Regions from separate parts of the Sus scrofa genome. Here region 2 is linked to region 1. The links are chromatin contacts, called in public Hi-C maps. All regions are on one chromosome and are shown on one strand. The core of a region is the stretch at or near the end of the contact, and the rest is flanking DNA. Distances in the headings are between cores, read along the strand shown. Region 1 overlaps DLGAP1 (disks large-associated protein 1). Region 2 has its middle 65 kb from the start of TGIF1.

Region 1 (6,180 bases), core at 2,549-5,048:
ATTATCACATGCTGCAGCGGTGGAGGTCACAGATGCAGCTTGGATCCAGCCCTGCTGTGGCTGTGGCTGTGGTGTAGGCCGGCAGCTGCAGCTCCAATTTTTTTTTTTTTAACATTTATTTTATTTTATTTTTTATAGCATTTTATTACTCAGTTACATGTATAGTTGTACAGTGATCATCACAACCAAATTTTATAGCATTTCCAACCCAAAGCCCCAGCGTCCCCCTCCCCCACTAACCTGTCCCATTTGGAAACCCTGCAGCTCCGATTTGACCCCTAGCCTGGGAACTTCCCTATGCCACTGGTGCAACCCTAAAAAAGAAAAAAAAAAATGAAATGGAGTTAACAGTAAGGTGCTAGAGTCAACTGGGCAAATCCCTCCCCAAGTCTGTGCTCAGTGACATTTCCTCCATAGCTTGCAACTGACCTTGGTGTGAGTGTTTACACCATGGAAACTGGCAAGTGCTGTGACTCTGTAGTTATCTCCCAGAGAGCCAGTTGGTAAGCATTTCCAGCACACTTCTGCACAGAGACAGGGCTATTCAAAGGGTAATCCAAAGACAGGTATCAATTCACAAAGTATTGCATGGAGAGGGATGCCACGAAAATCCAGAGTAAGCATTTAGGAACTTTATAGCAATTCTACAGAGATTTTGTCAGTAGAATCTAATAAAAGAAAATAGCATGGAGTTCCCGTAGTGGTTCAGCAGATTAAGAACTCATGGATCCTAGTATCCAGGAGGATGTGCGTTCCATCCCTGGCCTCACTCAGTGGGTGAAAGATCTGGTGTTGCTGTGGCTGTGGTGTAGGCTGGTGACTGCAGCTCTGATTCAACCCCTCGCCTGGGAACTTCCATACACTGCAGATGCAGCCCCTAAAAAAAAAGAAAACAGTGAGCTTGTTTTTGCATGGCTTTGTTTTTAAAATTTCCTTCTTCTAGTAATTTATTTGTATTGCATTTTATCAAACTATTGATCAGCATCAGAATGAACATCAAATAAGCAAACAAATAAACTGTCCCTCACCAGAGATTGAGAAGCACTGATTGTGGAAGGTTTGCAAATCCGGGGGATGGGGCAGAGGTACTGCTTGTGAGATTGAGAAGAAATTAGGTAACTTGAAACCGTAGGCTAATTTAGAAAGAGAAATGGTGTGAAGACACCAAAAGGGGAAAAAAAAAAAGGTGGAAAGAGCTGAACTTGGGACGTAAAGGGAGCATTGCACAAATGCAGGATGGGAAGAGTGAACTTGTGGTTTTAATGGCAGGCGACATGTCTATTTCTACGAAGCCATGTTTACATAGATGTGTAATATTTAAAAGGATACAAAGATTGCTGTGCTGCCTTTTCTGGCCTTTCTTTAAGAAGAAGATGCAGGGTATTCCAAGGAGCGGAAAAACATGTCTTATAAGGAATGGCTTAAGGACAGAGGACACGTTGTTTGCAAGGAAGACAGGGTTTACAATTATTTCGAAGGCTATCGTGTAGAGGGTGCCTAGACTTGGGCTGTATGAAGCCCACAGGGAAACCACAAAAGGAAAAGCTCAGAGAGGCATAAAGAATACTTGTCTATGAGTCACTTGTCCAAAGATAGTGTATAGGGGAACTTGCTGGGGAGTGACCTCTCGGTCCCTGGAAGTGTGCAAGTACAGACCAGCTCATCTTTTGGCTAGGAAGTTACTGCAACTGTACCATCACCTTGCGGGGGGTGGGAGTGGGAGGTCTGAAGTAGAGAAGACTTCTTTCAGACTGGAGCTCCCAGTGTGCGTTGGTGGTATAGTGGTGAGCAGAGTTGCCTCCCAAGCCAGAGCTCCTGTGGCTTTATGAATAGAACCCAGAAAAGAGTCAGAGAAGTAGGGGCCCATTGAGAGGGATGATAAACAGCCAAAGCAGGAAGCCAGGAGAGTTACCCACAGGCTGTTGGTAGCAGATAGGACTGTTCTGGCATCCTGGGAACAGATCTTGGCACCAATGAAGATAAAACTCCTAACAGAGAAGTTTGCTGCTGCTGCTGCTGCTTCCAGGCAGGCTGACCCAGAGGGGCTGAACTTACAACAAACTGTGGGAGCCATGCTCCCCATGGTGACACACTCCCCAGGCCAGACCCCCTACTAAGCACCAGAAAAGTTGATGGTTTGGCCAGGGTGTGTTCCCAGGATAAAAGCACAAGCCCAGGTGAAAACAAAGATGATGAGATGGAGCGTGTCTTGACTTTCATCTGCCGTGAGATCAACCTAATCACCATCCTTTGTAACATTCAACGCGCTGCAAATTTATTTTATTTTATTTTTATTATTATTATTTTTGGGGGCTTTTTTTTTTTTTTTTTTTGCTATTTCTTTGGTCCGCTCCTGCGGCATATGGAGGTTCCCAGGCTCTGGGTCGAATCGGAGCTGTAGCCGCCAGCCTACGCCAGAGCCACAGCAACGCGGGATCCGAGCCGGTCTGCAACCTACACCACAGCTCACGGCAACGCCGGATCGTTAACCCACTGAGCAAGGGTAGGGACTGAACCCGCAGCCTCATGGTTCCTAGTCAGATTCATTAACCACTGCGCCACGACGGGAGCTCCGTGCGAATTTAATAGACAGGGTCTCGAGACCCAGGGAGATCTCACTAAACCCATATATATATATGATGGTAAGACAGAGGCTCAGGGCAGGTAACTGATTGCTCTAAGTCATGCAGCTACGAGGTGGTAGAGTTAGTGTTCTCTGGCCTCCAAATGCCACCTCTTTTCCTTCACTCAAATCACCTGGACTCATCTGCTATTAAACCTTAAATGCCTTGGCCAGTAAAGCTTAATGCTTTCTGTGACAAATTCCAGGAGACGGCTCCCAGCTGCAGGACCTGGGCAAAGGTGAGGAGGATGCATGCATGTGGATGGGTCAGCAAGGGGTGTGCCCATGCAGCTTGAAAACTGCTGCCAAAGGGAGAAACGCCGCAAAAAACACCACACGGGGAAAAATAACCGCCTTCTTTCAAAATATTTACAGCTCAACATGTACAGGCCACCCAAAGTGTGCTGGTCAGTGGTCCGCGCCCTGCTGGCCCCACGGGGAGAGGGTGGCCATCCCAGGGCCGCGGGGGCGGGGCCGGGGCTTCTGAGGGGACCCGGGCCGCTGCTGGCCTTCCCCCTGGTTAGTTTTGGCTCAAGGGAAGAGGCTGTGAGAACGATTTCCACCAGAGCCATCCTCCACGGAAACCGCAGGAACAGCTAACCTTTCCTCGGTCAAGTAGAAAAAAGCAGGGCCTGTGTGAGGGTGTAGGGGGCGGAGCGGGATGTGGACAGAGAGGGAGGGCTGCTGTAATAACTTTTGTAGTCATAGGACTTGCCAGTGGGTAGTTACTAGTATTCCAGACACTTCCTAATGCCAGACAAACGCCCAAGCCTCAGCTTGTCTGGCTCCGAGATCTATTCAGTCGATAGTAGCCGGGGAGAGCAGCGCTTTCTGCTGCAAATCAAACACAACATTGTTCTCAGAGGAAGAATGGCAAGGTTTGTTTCAGAGTCACAGATTTTTTTTTTTCCTGAGGCACCCGAGTTATTTTAACAAGTTGCTACAAAACTTGGGCTTCCTGAGGTGAGGCTTGTCGTGCACAGTGCGTGTACTGTCCCAAACCGGGGTGTGCGTGTGTGTGTGTGTGTGGGGGGGGGGGGTTAGAAAGTTAGTCATTAAAAAAAGAAAAGAAAGAAGGAAAGAAAAAAAAGCCCCAGGCACTCCATGCCTGGAAATGATGTCAGACGCAGCCACTCCTCTGTTAGAACTACAACCCAACAATGCTGGGCCGATCGCCGCAGCTGCGCTCCAAATGTCAGCGCCCAGCCCGGCCAAAGGGCTTGAAAGCCACCGAGCCCGAGGACTTTGTGCGTTACCTTTGTCGCCCACATTTTCCCCAAGCACTCGCAGGAACCTGGCAACAGGTAACGTGGCAACCTTTGCCTTCTAAAACGGCAGGCAGCAGGATTTCAGAGAACAAAAGGATTTTTTTTTTAAAGCCAGCGGCATCTCCCTCACCACCCCCCCTCCCTCCCAGCTCAGTCTGAGAAAACAAAGTATTGCTGCAGGCAGCCCGCTCTCGAGCGCCCCCTGGTGACCAATCTCGGAACATCACCGATGTACCTGGAAATCCGAGGCTCGGCTCCCAGGTAAGTCACAAGGAAGGGGGATGGCTTGGCTGCTTTTGTCTTCCAGAAAAAAACGCAAAGAGTAAGTCAAGACCCAGAATGTCTTGCTTTTTAATTTACCACCTTAAAATTAAGGGTAAGAGCTCTGGGTTGAGGGTGCTGACCTTCCCCCCCCCCCCCAGCAGCTGCTAGGGCAACAGTTTTTGTTACCTTGGCAAGTTGAAAAGCAAAAGCTGCTGCCGCTCTTTGGTTAAGTGGATGGCAGTGAGGATGAATAGCCAAGAAAACGAGGGTTCTGCTGGGTGGGACTGGCATTTTCCATTTTTATCTGAATTTGTCGATTGTTTGCAGAAGCCTTTCTCTCAGGTAGAAACATTTCTAATTCCCTTCACTGGTTTCCTGTTAGTTTATTTGCAAAGATGATTTAGGATTCCCAAACTGCTGGCCCAGCCTCCCAGAGAGCCTGCTTTGCAGCCCCACCTTAGCTCTTTTATCTCTGTGTGGGGCAAACACCCACGAAAATGCCCAGGGCAGTCTTTTTAACCAAGGCTTCTTCCTCTCCTGGGCTCCTCCCTCCTTCGGAGCAATCCGGTCCCTGATTTGGAGGAAGGATTACAGTTGTGAGGCCCTGGTAGCTCTAGTCAGTTGCAAGGGCAGCCCCCTTTGTCCCTTTCCGGAAATGTTAAGAAAACTAAGAAAGAGGTTCAGATCAAAGCCGCTGTTCTCTTCAGAAAGTTCCATTAATTAACTAAATTAAAGGAAGTTAAGTGTTGTTTGGAGGAAAGTCATTTTAGAAGGCCCAGGTCCAGGCACTGAGATCTGAAGCCTCTCATGGGAACCTTTAATGAAGCTTGGCAAGAAGTTAACCACTCTGAGAAATGGAGGGTTACCATATGTAAAACCAGTTCTTGCCTGAAATCAGTCATTTCAAAGGAACATCTTGAAAGGCAGCAGACATCTGGCTAGTCCTTGACTCGATCCTTTAACGTTCCAGATTACAAACCAAGGGCTCTGAGTAAGAATCATTTGACCAGTAGCTGAGGTGAGTCACAGCCTTCAGAGAACGAGGCACAAAGTTTCGTGTCAGGATGTTGAGAACACCAGGCTCACTCACTAATTTGCAAGGCATGGCCGTTGCTTCCAGGAGGGAAAGCCATCAGGATTTCACGGTTCATTTTCCCAGCCTCCCCAACAGGTGCTGTTGAGTCATCCACACACACCAGCGGCTGCCCTGGCAGTTTCATCTCTTGGGCTTAAATTTCCATTTGTTCCACAACTTGTTGAAGTGATTTCTACCACTACATCAGATATACCACTTCCTCTAGGACTTAGGGTGTTTTGGTTTTTTGTTTTTTTTTTTCCTCATGTTGGTAACTGTGCATATTTTTCAAAATCTGTCCCAGCCAGGTCAGCAGGTCTTCCTGGGTTGAATGGACTGTTGACAGGAAGGGAAGATTCAGGGCCGGCGGTCAGGGTTACAGAATTAAATAAGGTTTCCTGGGAGGGCAGACCGGTCTTGTGGGGAGACTACATGCCTAGGAGGGTCTGGGGTAAGGCTGGTGCCAGGAGCAGGGAGGACATTTTTTCTTTTAGGTGTCTCATCCACCAGCTCTCATTTCCATCACTTCTCAGCAGTACTTGCCTATGTTCTCTATTAGGTGAATCCCCGCCCCTGCCCCCAGACTGAGAGAAAGGAGTTGGTTAAGGATGTTAGGATCACAAGGTCAGGCATTGTTGTCCACTGTATCCGTGATGACCACAGTGCTTAGGACATGCATGGCACGTGGAACTATCTGGGTCAGTACTTGGTACATAGAGGAAGGAACAGAGACGAGAAGGGACTTCCTGGAGAAGAAGAAAAAGGGACTAATAATCAGGAAAGAAGGGTCAGCAGGGGTAGAAGTAAAATGAAGGCTCAGCAAAGCCATCCTCTGTGACCTTGGATGTTGCAACACCATCTGCCTTCACCAGTGGCTACTTCTGTTTGGCATCGGCCAAGTGCTGGCCAAGTGTGGTTGGAATTGGCCAACTTTTGACACGGAGCGAGCA
Region 2 (6,151 bases), core at 3,228-5,727, 160 kb before region 1:
TTATGGAGCTTTCTGGTCACTGCCTGCGCCCTCACTCTGCGTTCTGAAAAGACTCTCACTGCCCCACTGCCTGTCCCAGCATTGCAGATGGGCCATCTTGAAGCAGAGGTGCCACGTGTGTGGCCTTGATCCTGGGGTGCTCCCCTCTGGCTCCGAGGTTACCCCCCTCTGCTCCAGCCGATGGGTGCACATGATGGGTCCCTCCAAGCCAGGGTCCTCAGCAGGGGACTGTGTTGGACCACAGACATTTATCATAAAATTCACCTTTTAAAACACCATCTTATAGTATTTGGAAGTCCCTAAATGATTAACATAAGAATATTTATTACTCTAATTGTAACTTAATGAGAGTGGTGGGGCATTTTTTTGAAGGGGGGAATAAGATACACAGGCATGGAGGTTTCTCTGAGCTGAGTTCACCACAGCTGGTGAATTTGAAGATTTATGCATGCTAGATAAATACTCCTTAAAGTGAGTACAGAGGAAAAAATTGGGCCCAGAAATCTGAAGGGCCCTGTTAAAGTTCATAAGAGTTTACTTAGACTAAATCTGTTTCCCTGGGTATTATCATGGAAGCTGAAACATTCCTCTGCCCGTATTCCTGCCTTTGAATGAACCATTTATTTTTACCATTCTGGAGGTGATCATTCTTGGGGTAACTCAGTCCCAGTACCCAGCTATGCCCGAGGGGACCTCAGGAGTGGGGAGGTACTGTGTAAGGGTACCCACTCGCCAATTATGACTGTAAATGGCAAGTCATGAGCCAAAACCTACTGATTCCACAAGACAGCATCATATCCCTAAACTAAACTGGGTTGAGACATAGATTAGATTTTTATGTTTGTTTCTAGTACCTGCACTATATGCATGCTTCTCATTTACACTTTAGTGACTATTTCTAGGACTACGGCAGTTTAGGAAACAGGATCTGTTTGGTTTTGTTCTCTCAAACTGAAGATGCTCTGTTCAAAATTCTCCTGAGAGATGGGGCCAGGGGCTGTATACAACAGGGCATGTAGAATTTGGAGGAGGGAGGGGATATTGAAACTCTCTGTATCTTGGAGTTTTCATGTGGTGCAGCAGGTTAAGGATCCGGTATTGTCACTGCAGCAGCTTGGGTCTGTGCTGTGACCTAGATTCAATTCCTGGCCCAGGAACTTCCACATACCTTGGGTGCGGCCAAAACCCCTCAACTTTCTCTATTTTGATCGGGGTGGTGGTTACTGCTGTATGCATTTGTCAAAACCCATAGCACGAAATACTGAAAATGGTGAATTTTGTATGAGTCATTATACCTTGGATCATAATATGCCACTTTGGCATAAGGATTATTTTTAGCTAAGGACGATTGAAAATCGACGGATGTAGGAAGAGTTCTTGCCATCCCCTCATCTGCCTAGAAGCAGGGCATAAACTTCCCTTTGGGCAGTGTCTTTTCCCCTCCACCAGAAAGAGAAGAGGCACTTAACACTGTAAGTGAGGAGCTGGCCCTGAGTTGAGTTTGCATAAACCTGCCTTACTGAAAATAACCTTTACCTTCCAATATTTTCCCCATACACTTGCTAGTCACATCTCCATAATTTATCATCCCTTGAAGCCCAAGCCCTCTTTCCTTTCTTAAAAGGGTAGATAAGTCCTGAGTCTAATCACTTATTTGAGTTTGCTTTTCTGTGCATGTGAATATTAAATTGTATGCCGTTTATCCTGTTAATCTGCCTTTTGTGGATTTAATTCACAAGTCCCTATTTACTGAACCTAAGAGGATAGAAGAAAAGGTTTTCCTCCCCAACAAGCTCAATTAAAAAAAAAAAATTGGGAGTTCCCGTCGTGGCGCAGTGGTTAACGAATCTGAATAGGAACCATGAGGTTGCGGGTTCGGTCCCTGCCCTTGCTCAGTGGGTTAACGATCTGGCGTTGCCGTGAGCTGTGGTGTAGGTTGCAGACGCGGCTCGGATCCCGAGTTGCTGTGGCTCTGGCGTAGGCCGGTGGCTACAGCTCCGATTCGACCCCTAGCCTGGGCACCTCCATATGCCGCGGGAGCGGCCCAAGAAATAGCAAAAAAAAAAAAAAAAAATTGAAGTTAAATCCCCCCCCCAAGAAGTTTTATGTAATACTAATAACTGCGGATAAAGGAAAAAAGATCACAAATCAGCATGCTCCTACAATGGGCATTTGTGCTTTGGATTTACCCCAACCCACCTTTTGCTTCTGGGAGAGTAGGTGACTGTTGGCTGATGCCATGCCCTCTCCCTCTCTGGTCAGAGGGACCCTGACTGAGCTGATAAGAGTCACCCCACTCTGCCGGCAACATGCCTGGAAAAGGCATGTAACTCAAGCAAGCCAAGAGTCAATCCCTGCATATATAAATAGACAGTGGAAGAAAGAGGCTTTTTTTCTGTTCTTTCATACCATTTGATTTTAAAATGGAGCACAGGGAGTTCTCTTGTAGAGCAGTGGGTTAAGGATCCAGCATGGTCACTGCAGTGGCTCGGGTCACTTCTGTGGGGGTGGTTGGATCCCTGGCCTGGGAACGTCCATGTGCTGCAGGTGCGGCCAAAAAATCAAATAAAATGAAAACAAAATGGAATCACAAAATGCTGGTTTCTGCCACCATTCCACTCATATGCTGAGGGGAGCCAACCCGAACTAAGCTAAGAATCACTGTGCCTGCCATAGGCTCTGCCCACCCTCACCCTTGCCACCAGTTGCCAAACTCTGGTCTAACAAGGTTACATCCCCACCAAGAGTGTGTGTGAGTTCCAGTGGCTCCACATTGTCCCAACACTTCGTATTGTCAGAACTAAAACTGTTGCCAATTCCATTGAACATAAAATAGGATCTTGTGTTTTTAAATGTTTCTCTGATTACATTGAGGCTGAACATCTTTTTATATGCTTATCAGTCACATAGGCTTCCTCATCTGTGAATTCTTTATTCATATCTTTTGGTCATTTTCCTGTTGGATTATTTGTCTTTTTCTCATTAATTCCTGAGAAATTTTTTTCAATGTTTTCTGTGTACAGATTCTTTGTAAGCTAACTATCCCATTTTATGACGCGTTTTACTTTTTTATAAAACATATTAAATGTTTTAAAAATACCCTTTTGTTGAAGGGAAGCTTTAAATTTTGATGAAATCAAACATATCACTCTTTTCCCTTATGGTTTATGCTTTTTATATTTCAAGGAAGAAATTCTTCTCTGGTTTGTTCAAAAATTTAAAAATTTTGCTTTTTTGATGTTTAGGTTCCGTTCACCTGGAATTTACTTTTTGTTTATGGTATGAGGTAGGACGTTGTTTTAGTTTGGCTTTTTAAAATTTCCATGTGGATAGTCGATTGTCTTAGAAATATTGATTTAAAAAGTCTCTGTTGGCGTTCCCACCATAGTGCAAGTGGGTCAAGAATCCAAAGGGGCAGATTTGATCCCCAGCCTGGCGCAATGGGTTAAAGGATCTGGTGTTACCACAGCTGTGGCTCGGAGTCAGTCCCTGGCCAGGGAATTTCCATATGCCTTCAGTGTAGCCATTTAAAAAGAAAAGTCTCTATCCTGTTGAAAGAACCTTCACCATACTTATCTGTATTGTCACCTCTGTTGTTAGCAAGATCCCTAATATGTAAGTTCTTTATATTATATGTGTGTATATATATATATATATGTATATACATACATATATACACATAATACATATAAAAGACGTAATACATACATGCATATAAAGAGCATGTATAATATCCACATATATGTATGTGAAGATAGTTTGAGTGAATGTGTTTTCTTAATTAAATCCTAATCTGTACAGAATTTGGCAGGCAACAGAATTTAGAATTGGGTGAGCTTGGGGGTAGGCTGGCAAGTACTGAGGGCACGGCTGTTCTGGGCTGGGAAGTTGGCCATTCTTGGCACACGGAAGCAGAACTGCTGGTTACGCAGAGGTTCATTGTATATTGGGACGGCAGCATTTGTGACATTGGTAGGAAAAAACTCAAGCTGTTGCATACATCCTCAGCCTTCCGAAAAGAGCTACAGTATTTTCTGAAATTTATTTTTATTTTTTTATTTTTTTGCCTTTTTTTTGTCTTTTGTTGTTGTTGTTGCTATTTCTTGGGCCGCTCCCGAGGCATATGGAGGTTCCCAGGCTAGGGGTTGAATCGGAGCTGTAGCCACCGGCCTACGCCAGAGCCACAGCAGCGCGGGATCCGAGCCGCGTCTGCAACCTACACCACAGCTCACGGCAACGCCGGATCGTTAACCCACTGAGCAAGGGCAGGGACCGAACCCGCAACCTCATGGTTCCTAGTCGGATTCGTTAACCACTGCGCCACGACGGGAACTCCTGAAATTTATTATTAAATATTTAAATATTCAGACTGTTAAAATAATTACAAGAGTTTGTGCAATTGCTCTCATGACTCAGCACTTACTCATGACTCATACATTGCCTACAGCTCAGTCACTACATTAGAAAATGTAACAAATAATTGCCTCGTTTGTCATTGTCTGTGCATCATTCCAATTAAGTAAACAATGACATGACCAATCCCAGTAGCGGTCACTGCCATTCATATAATACAGGTTCAGATAATACAGGTTTAGAAGAAAACCTTAAGATCATAAACTAAGATTATTCATTTGGAATACAAATTATTTAATGCTTTCTCTCAATCTTACCACTTTTGATAATCTATTTTAAAACTGTGAACCAGTATTTTCTAAGTTATTCAGACTACTTTAAGCACAATAGATGGCAGTAAAAAGATAACCTGAAGCATATTAAAATTTTAAGGGTCTATTTGAGTGAAAACCCCCTGAATTAGGCAGCCCCTACCTGGAGGTTAGGACTGCTCCCCAGAGTGGGAACTGGAGGCAAGACTTTTATAGAGAAGATGGGAAGCAAAACAAGGACATTATTGATTGGCTGTAGCTTTGGTTTGCCTTATTTGGGAAAGCCATGTTGGGTGTTTGTGATTGGTTGGTCTTGGATTTTGATTTCTTAACTTTGAGGCCTTTCAGGCTTAGGTTTTGTTTTGCTTACTAGGCTCCTGAGGCATTAAAGCTCTTTAGTCTAATGGCCTCCTTGTTTAATTACTTTAACTTGGCTGATAATCTTTTTATTTTTTGTGTGTTTTGTCTTTTTAGGGCTGTACCTGAGGCATATGGAGGTTCCCAGGCTAAGGGTCTAATCAGAGCTAGAGCTGCCTGTTTACACAGCAACGCCAGATCTGAGCCTCCTCTTCCACCTACACCACAGCTCATGGCAATGGCGGATCCTTAACCCACTGAGCAAGGCCAGGGATTGAACCCCCAACCTCATGGTTCCTAGTCGGATTCGTTAACCACTTCACCAAGATGGGAACTCTGCTGATAATATTTTTAAAAACCAAGGTCAGAAATTGTTTCTGTAATTACAACTATAAAGTAATTGATATCTGGAGTTCCTGTCATGGCATGGCTCGGCAGAAACACATGACTAGTAACCATGAGGACGCAGGTTCAATCCCTGGCCTCGCTTTGGGAAAAATCCCCAGAGCAAGTAATAATAAATCCTTTCTTCTCCCAGTCTTTGGCTTGGTTATGTCTATTGGCTCAACACCCTCCAAGAGGTGAACCTAGTTTTCAGGTAACAAAAGGAATCGGAGGTCCTTGGCTGATTTCAGGTTTAGGACAGGAAAAGCACAAGGTGGACCTGAATCATCTTCATCTTATTGTTCTGGAAACTAAAAAAGTGTTTAAAAAAATGCATGAGTGTTACTGGAACAAACTTGGGTGGGCTTGTCCATGCCATATCGAAGCCAGTTTACTGAGGTGCAGTGAAGGAAAGTGCAGCATTTGTGTACAGGACACCCAGCAAGGAGAAGGAGAGCAGACCCGGATCCCTAATGGTTTTCAGGGGTGGGCTTTTAAAGGCAACATTTCCTATGAGGGCTTCAGGGTGCATGCTTTTCTTCTGATTGGTTGGTGGTGAGACAACAGGGCGAGGTTTTAGAAAATCTTTTTTTTTTTTTTTTTTTTAAATGGCCACACCTGCAGCAAATGGAAGTTCCACTGCCAGGGATTGAATCTGAGCCACAGCTATGGCAACACCTGACAGTTTAACCCTCTGCTGAAGGCCAGGGATCTAACCTGTGCCTCCGCAGTGACCCAACCCTCTG

What was found. A called contact is a pair of places that touch in the nucleus more often than the background predicts.
Region 2: a contact with region 1 is called in a Hi-C map of fibroblasts, with 2.5 times the contacts expected there. The contact joins two enhancer-like sites. A contact is called at or near these places in 1 of 47 Hi-C or Micro-C datasets (fibroblasts) and 2 of 2 datasets of contacts at active chromatin or transcription factors (alveolar macrophages and skeletal muscle).

What each region holds. Positions count from the first base shown.
Region 1 is chr6:103,131,064-103,137,243 of Sscrofa11.1, reverse strand. All of the region lies in intron 7 of DLGAP1 (disks large-associated protein 1), which reads right to left. Among named protein-coding and RNA genes, the nearest start is that of TGIF1, 100 kb to the left of the region's middle. Within about 2 kb of position 3,798, at least 69 of the 83 cell types and tissues checked have an H3K27ac peak or open chromatin away from gene starts, as enhancers often do.
Region 2 is chr6:103,296,692-103,302,842 of Sscrofa11.1, reverse strand. No RefSeq gene overlaps it. Among named protein-coding and RNA genes, the nearest start is that of TGIF1, 65 kb to the right of the region's middle. Within about 2 kb of position 4,477, at least 7 of the 83 cell types and tissues checked have an H3K27ac peak or open chromatin away from gene starts, as enhancers often do.